2 separate regions of the Mus musculus genome follow, and region 1 is linked to region 2. A link is a contact called in public promoter capture Hi-C data. All regions are on one chromosome and are shown on one strand. The core of a region is the stretch at or near the end of the contact, and the rest is flanking DNA. Distances in the headings are between cores, read along the strand shown.

What was found. Promoter capture Hi-C pulls out the DNA fragments that hold promoters and counts their contacts.
Region 1: a contact with region 2 is called in a promoter capture Hi-C map of hippocampal neurons, with 10 times the contacts expected there. The contact joins the enhancer-like site here to the promoter of Adck1 in region 2. A contact is called at or near these places in 5 of 39 promoter capture datasets (the 3T3-L1 cell line, cranial neural crest, frontonasal cranial neural crest and 2 more), 1 of 484 Hi-C or Micro-C datasets (cortical neurons) and 2 of 115 datasets of contacts at active chromatin or transcription factors (large pre-B cells and neural progenitor cells).

The regions. Positions count from the first base shown.
Region 1 is chr12:89,382,002-89,384,986 of GRCm38.p6, forward strand. All of the region lies in intron 9 of Nrxn3 (neurexin III), which reads left to right. Among named protein-coding and RNA genes, the nearest start is that of Gm40537, 410 kb to the left of the region's middle. Within about 2 kb of position 1,455, at least 8 of the 459 cell types and tissues checked have an H3K27ac peak or open chromatin away from gene starts, as enhancers often do. A contact at or near this core is called in cortical neurons and hippocampal neurons, where this site is marked.
Region 2 is chr12:88,359,107-88,361,975 of GRCm38.p6, forward strand. Adck1 (aarF domain containing kinase 1) reads left to right here and starts at 1,408. Exons shown (of 11, transcript NM_001277297.1): 1 at 1,408-1,489. It also overlaps the pseudogene Gm5655.

The sequences.
Region 1 (2,985 bases), core at 205-2,704, 1.0 Mb after region 2:
TTCTTAAAGATTACCCGCTGCTAGCATGAAGCCTATCTCTAGAACACAGCTTCATTTTGCTCTCAGAAAACACTTCTGAGAAGATTTAACCTCAATGATGCTGATCTCTTCTTAATCACGGATAATTTCTTAGCTCCAGCTAACCAGCATTAATTGTCCCAGTAACCCCTTCTATTTTTGATTCTAAAGCCAGAACCACATGGCCATAGCTGCCAAGTTCTGCTGCTTGCTGGAGCTGGAACATAGCCTCTTCATTCTATTAAATCTCATGAGTATTATTATTATTATTATTGTTATTGTTATTATTATTGTTATTCCCTTCATTGCCTAAACTTGGCTCTCTTGGAGCTTGCTCTGTAGACTAGGCTGACCTTGAAATCCAAGATCTGCATGCTCTGTCTCCTGAGTGCTGGCATTAAAGACCTATATCACCATGCCTGAACCCAAGCTCTTCTTTACTGGAAACTTGCTCTATAACAGGCTCGCCTTGAACTCAGAGGTCTGCTTACCTCTGTCTCCTGGAATTAAAGGCATGTGCCACCATGTTGGAACCTAAGATTTTCTTTAATTCCTTTTAACAGGATCTATACCTGTTCTGGATTGCCATTATTCCAGATATAGTCAAGTTGACAAGTGAGAATAGCTATTGCAATCGATCCCTTCTCATTTTGACACACAGTCATATCTCTTTATGTCTCAATGAAGACAATAACCAGGTGATAATAATGGCAAACATGATATAACTCTCTATGGTACAACTGCAAATGCATAAACAATAAGCTTAGTTGTGTGGCATCTTGCCCTGAGGACACCACTCCCTTAATTCCATTTAATTTCCTTGAACACAAGAATTAACTCCATTCTACTTCCCAGTGCCACTTTAATACTTGAAACATATATTTTGTTTCTTTGCCTTCATTTTCAATATGTCTGAGTTAGTGCATTGTGCTGGGACTGACAATGTGCACTTTAACAACCATGTTCTACTACTGTGGACAGTTTGCAGATAGGCTGCTTAATAATAATAATAACTTTGCTGCAACTGAATGCTGCAATTTAGAGCTCCTGGGAAGGGAAAATGGTGGGCAAATTAAATCATCTATGTCTTCTGGGCTCTATCTTGAATTTTTTCACAACTTTCTATTTTTGGTTTCATTCCACTGCACAATTAGTGCCTTTTATGTAGGGTACATATTGAGGTATGTGTGGTTTACATTGGTGGGAAGGAAAGGTTTCCACATCAGAGTTAGGCAGGGAATATTAAGTAGACTCAAACTGGGGAAGGTTTGTGGTTGGCTCCTGCAGTGTGTGGGAGTTAACACCTTCTCTGCTGCAATTCAGGATCCAACTAAAATCCGAATACCCTTCTTTTGCACTGAACATTGGAGGGTCCACAAAATAGCAGAGCACCTAAGGCTCTGTCTCGGAAGTCTGATTTCATTAAGGCTAGGCTAAGACTTACTCCTTAACTTGTATCGCCACCTACTGTCCACCTGTGTAAGAGACTTGCTTGTTTTACACAGAATTCCATCTCTAGCCTTAATGCTCAAATTTTTCTTTCTAGAAAATCACCTTTAAGTTCAAAATAGCAGCCAGCTTCCTACTAATATTAAAACTTTTCATGTATGATATCTTTATTTATTTACTTGAAAATACTTATTCAGGCCAGAGAGATGGCTCAGCAGTTAGGAGCAAGGTACTGCTCCTGTACAGGACTTGAGTTTGGTTCCCAGCATTCTTGTCAAGGGACTCACACAGCCTGTAACTTCAGATTTTATCTGGCCTTCTCAGGCACTGCAATTCTGTGCACATATCACACACATGCACACTACACACAGACACACATAAAATTAAGACTACATTTGAAACCGTAAAGACATTATTCCCTTAAGCACTTCACATTGTATCCAGCTATGGATAATGGTCTCTTCGATCCTTCCCAGTGTTCAAGTGGAAATACTTCCCAATCCAATTCCTATCCTTTTCTATTACAGAATGCTTCTTACTTGAGAAGAGTGAGGAATACTGTCCTATAACATTGTTCCTGATTCCTTTTAGAAAGGGGAAGTGTATTTTGAGAAAACCTGTTTCCTCTCAATGTCAGCCATGCTATCTTCAGAACTAGAGATGGAACTCTCCCTTTAGATTGACCATTTCCAAGTTGATTCTTAATTTGGTCATGTGTGAAAATATGCCAGTTATTTGAGCTCCCAGCTTTCATGAAGACCCACTTTTTCAAAGTAGATCGCAAAATAGCAGTATTCAAGAAAACCAATATTTAAATAGCAAAGTCTTGCTTTATGATTTCAGATCTGTGTTATATTGGACAGCATGTTTTCCAGTTGTTTGCTAAGGTCCCAAGGATGGGGATGTATGTAAGGAGACCAAGATGGCTAAACATAGTTTACCTGAGCAGTAATAGATAAAGAAATATAGATAGATGTGAGTAACACAATTCCTTCTTGGTATTAGGCATCAGATGCAGTATTCACCATGGGAAGAAAAGAAAAGCAAAACTTCTGTGTCTTTTTGTTCATCCCTTTGTCTCCACTGCTCAGATGATATCCTGGAGTTTTGGAGTCAAGTCTAACTTGCTTAACTTTCTTAAATTTCCTTCCATTGACCAAGACTTAAAGTATCTCTCTATTTAGAAATCCTCCAGAAAACCTGTTCTAAATCACACTATGACTTCAGGTTAACAGCCTCTGTGGAAAATATTAATTTATTCTTACAACTTTGTGCAGACTTCCTCGATGTCTGGAGACTATTGATGCATAGACATTCCTGGAAATGTGCCTGTCATATAGAATTGAAATCAGGCATGTTAAGCTATTACACTAACAGCAGCTGACATATATTAAGAACTTGTTGCTATCTGCCAAGTGTCCAATGTTACATGGATTATTTAATTTAGAATAACATTGAGAAATTGGTAGTGTTCTTTCTACTTTACAGATTGGAAAGTCAAGGCATATACTGCTCAAC
Region 2 (2,869 bases), core at 158-2,657:
TTGGATCATTTAGAATCTAGACAAGTTGGTTCCCAGCTTATCCATCACTTGTCTGTAGTAAGGAAAATGATTCTAAAAAGTCAACATGGTTTTCAGTATTTAAAAAATAGGTAAAAAGTATGTAAAAGCCTCGAGAGACCAATAATATCCAATAGCTTCAAAAGATAAACTAAAGACCCTTAGATGTAATCAACTTTACCAACATCTGTCCGTGTCTGTTTAATATTTACAGGGAAAATATACTCACTATAATTTTTTATAGAATGGCAAGTAGGAAGTTGATGTAGGAGATGTAGAAGGGCAAAGAGAACTCAGAAAGTCTTTCTATTATGTAACTTTTGCTTTAGAATCATCAAAAAGCAACTACTTCCCCTCATACTCCTTTAAGTTTTGCACTGCATAGGAAATTTCATTCTCAACTCCATTCATGTTAACGCCTGTTGGGTCACTGGAGTCTTCGTTCCTGTCAGATTCGTGGGTCCCATTAGTATCATTAGTTTCAGAATTTCTATTGTCAGTGAATGGGGTCCCAACCACCTTATCAGGATTAGATGTTTTGTTGGACAGCTCATAGTCTGCTTTGCTCTTTTGTCCTCCAAGAAGTCCAATACCTTCTACATTTTTTTTATTGTTGTTGTTCAAAACCTTTTCCACCAAATCTAATTGATACTTCATCGTCATAATTTTCAGCCACCCCCTTGCTTCCTCCTCATTCAGTGGCTCTGTCTTACCTATTTCACACATCTGGTCAACCACAAAATTCCCCTCATCGAGTTCTAGACTGTTAAAAGCCAGGGACTTTAACAGATGCAGTAGAGTTTGTGCCCACTACTAATAGTAATGCCACTGTGCATTGCAACAGCAAATAATCCATAGCTGTCATTAGTCGGCTTGGTGCTCCATTCTTCTAGTGACAGCTTAAGAGGTATCAACAAAGGAGTGTTGGTCTTGGAAAGTCCACCACCATAACAATCAAACTCCAGTAGCAGCAAAGCATTTCAGATGAATAGTGATAATAGGCATTTTGTCAAACCAGAGACTTCGCTTTGCTTCCGTATAATAATGGCAATTTTCACAGAAATATTTAACCTCTCCTACAATTCTCTCCACTGAAACAAGGTTTCATTTCATTTCTCTCAAGGTCTTCGTTTCAACAGGAATAGCTGACTCACTCATTAGAATTCTAATTAGAATCTAATGCCTACTTAAAATCTACAGATCCAGAATTACATCATCCATTAAACATGGATCTATACTTTGACTCCTTAAATTATTCTCAGTATGATTCTTTGTCGGTATCTTAGCAGACAAGGAAAGGTTTTCCTCTGGCTCAGGGACCACAGCTGTGGCCTCTAGTCTAAGGAACAGAAAAGAACTACAAATCCCGGCAGGCCTCGCGGCACCGGCTTCTGTAGGCGCTCTGGTGGCGAAAGCACTGTTTCCTGGAATTTGGGTTCCGGGCTGCGCGGCGCAGCTTCCCTACCCTCTGGTGAGTAGCACCCGCGCACAGAGTCCTGGCCAATCCCGCTGCCAGATTGTGCGGGACGTGGAGAGCGGTGGGTCCGGTGCAGATGTGCTCCGCGACGTTTGAGCTCAGGCTCTGCCGCCCAGACGAAGCTGGGAGGAAACTCGAGCCTGTGACCCTGTCACCCTAGCTGGCGAAACCACGTGGTTCAGGTGACTCGCAGTGCCCCGCCCCCTTGGCTGTGACTCTCTCGCTCGGTGTCCTAGAGGTCCTTAGTGTGGACTGGCCACTTGGGTGGCCCAACCTTGCGTGCCCTGGAGTAGGCAGAGGTGAAGAGGGGCTACGAGTGGCTCCGCCGGCAGCCTTCAGACATCGGTGACCTTGTGGGCTCCCACGCAGAGGTAGCTGGGGCGATGAGCGTGGAGTGGTGAAGAGCAGGGGCCTCCCCAGAAGTCAGGTCACCTAGGCTTGCTACAGGCTCCAGTCTCCTTAACTCCCCAGTACCTTGGAGACTTCCAGTGCTTCCAGCAGATGTGCGGAGAGAAGACTTTCATAGTACAGCTGTCCCAGACTTCGTTGACATTTACTTGCCACGAAAGTGAGAAGCTTAGCGCTTAGTAGGCGCTCAAGATATAGTTGCGGAGTTGCTAGGAATTGGATTTTGTCCTGTGACAATTTTTCTTTAAGCGTCTTCTTGTCACTGTGGTTCACAGGCTGTGTGTATGTAGTGTGCAGCAGAGTGATGTGGAGGGCTTGTTACTACACAGAATTCAGCCCACTTCCTCTTTAAACTTCTGATTTTAGTGTGATATTTGAACTCTGGGATCGGCATGTCCAACATGAACCCAGGAGATGCCATGTCGCTACCCCGGGGACTATAAGTTTGAATGCTATTTTATAAGAAAAAGTCCATATCGATTTGTCACACTGGGTTATGGTGTGTGTGTGTGGGGGTGGGGGGTGGGGTGGGGGGTGGTTGTGTCCCTGTGGCTAGCTTCGATATTGTAGTTGTAGCACTCATGGCACCTGCTTTACACACTGCAACCCAACCCCATTACTTTATGTACATATATCCATGTAGTTTTGCCACCTGGGTCCTTTTTATCCTGGATTATATTCTCTCTTATTTTACTGTGGTATTTGGCTGATACTCAACGGGCCTTATGGTGTGAGATTTTAACTTCTGAGAGAATTTATCACACTTTATTTCTTTCCAAACATACCCCCTCAGTCCCCTCCTTGCCAGAGACTGGACTGGTGAATGGCTAGAGTGCTTGGTATAGCCATCCATCCCTGTCTTGTCTCCCAGTAGGACACACCCTGCCTGGGTTATCTAGGACTAAATGTCCGAGACAGAGAACCACTGGCCACTCCAGCCAATTCCTTGTTCATATGCACTCTGTT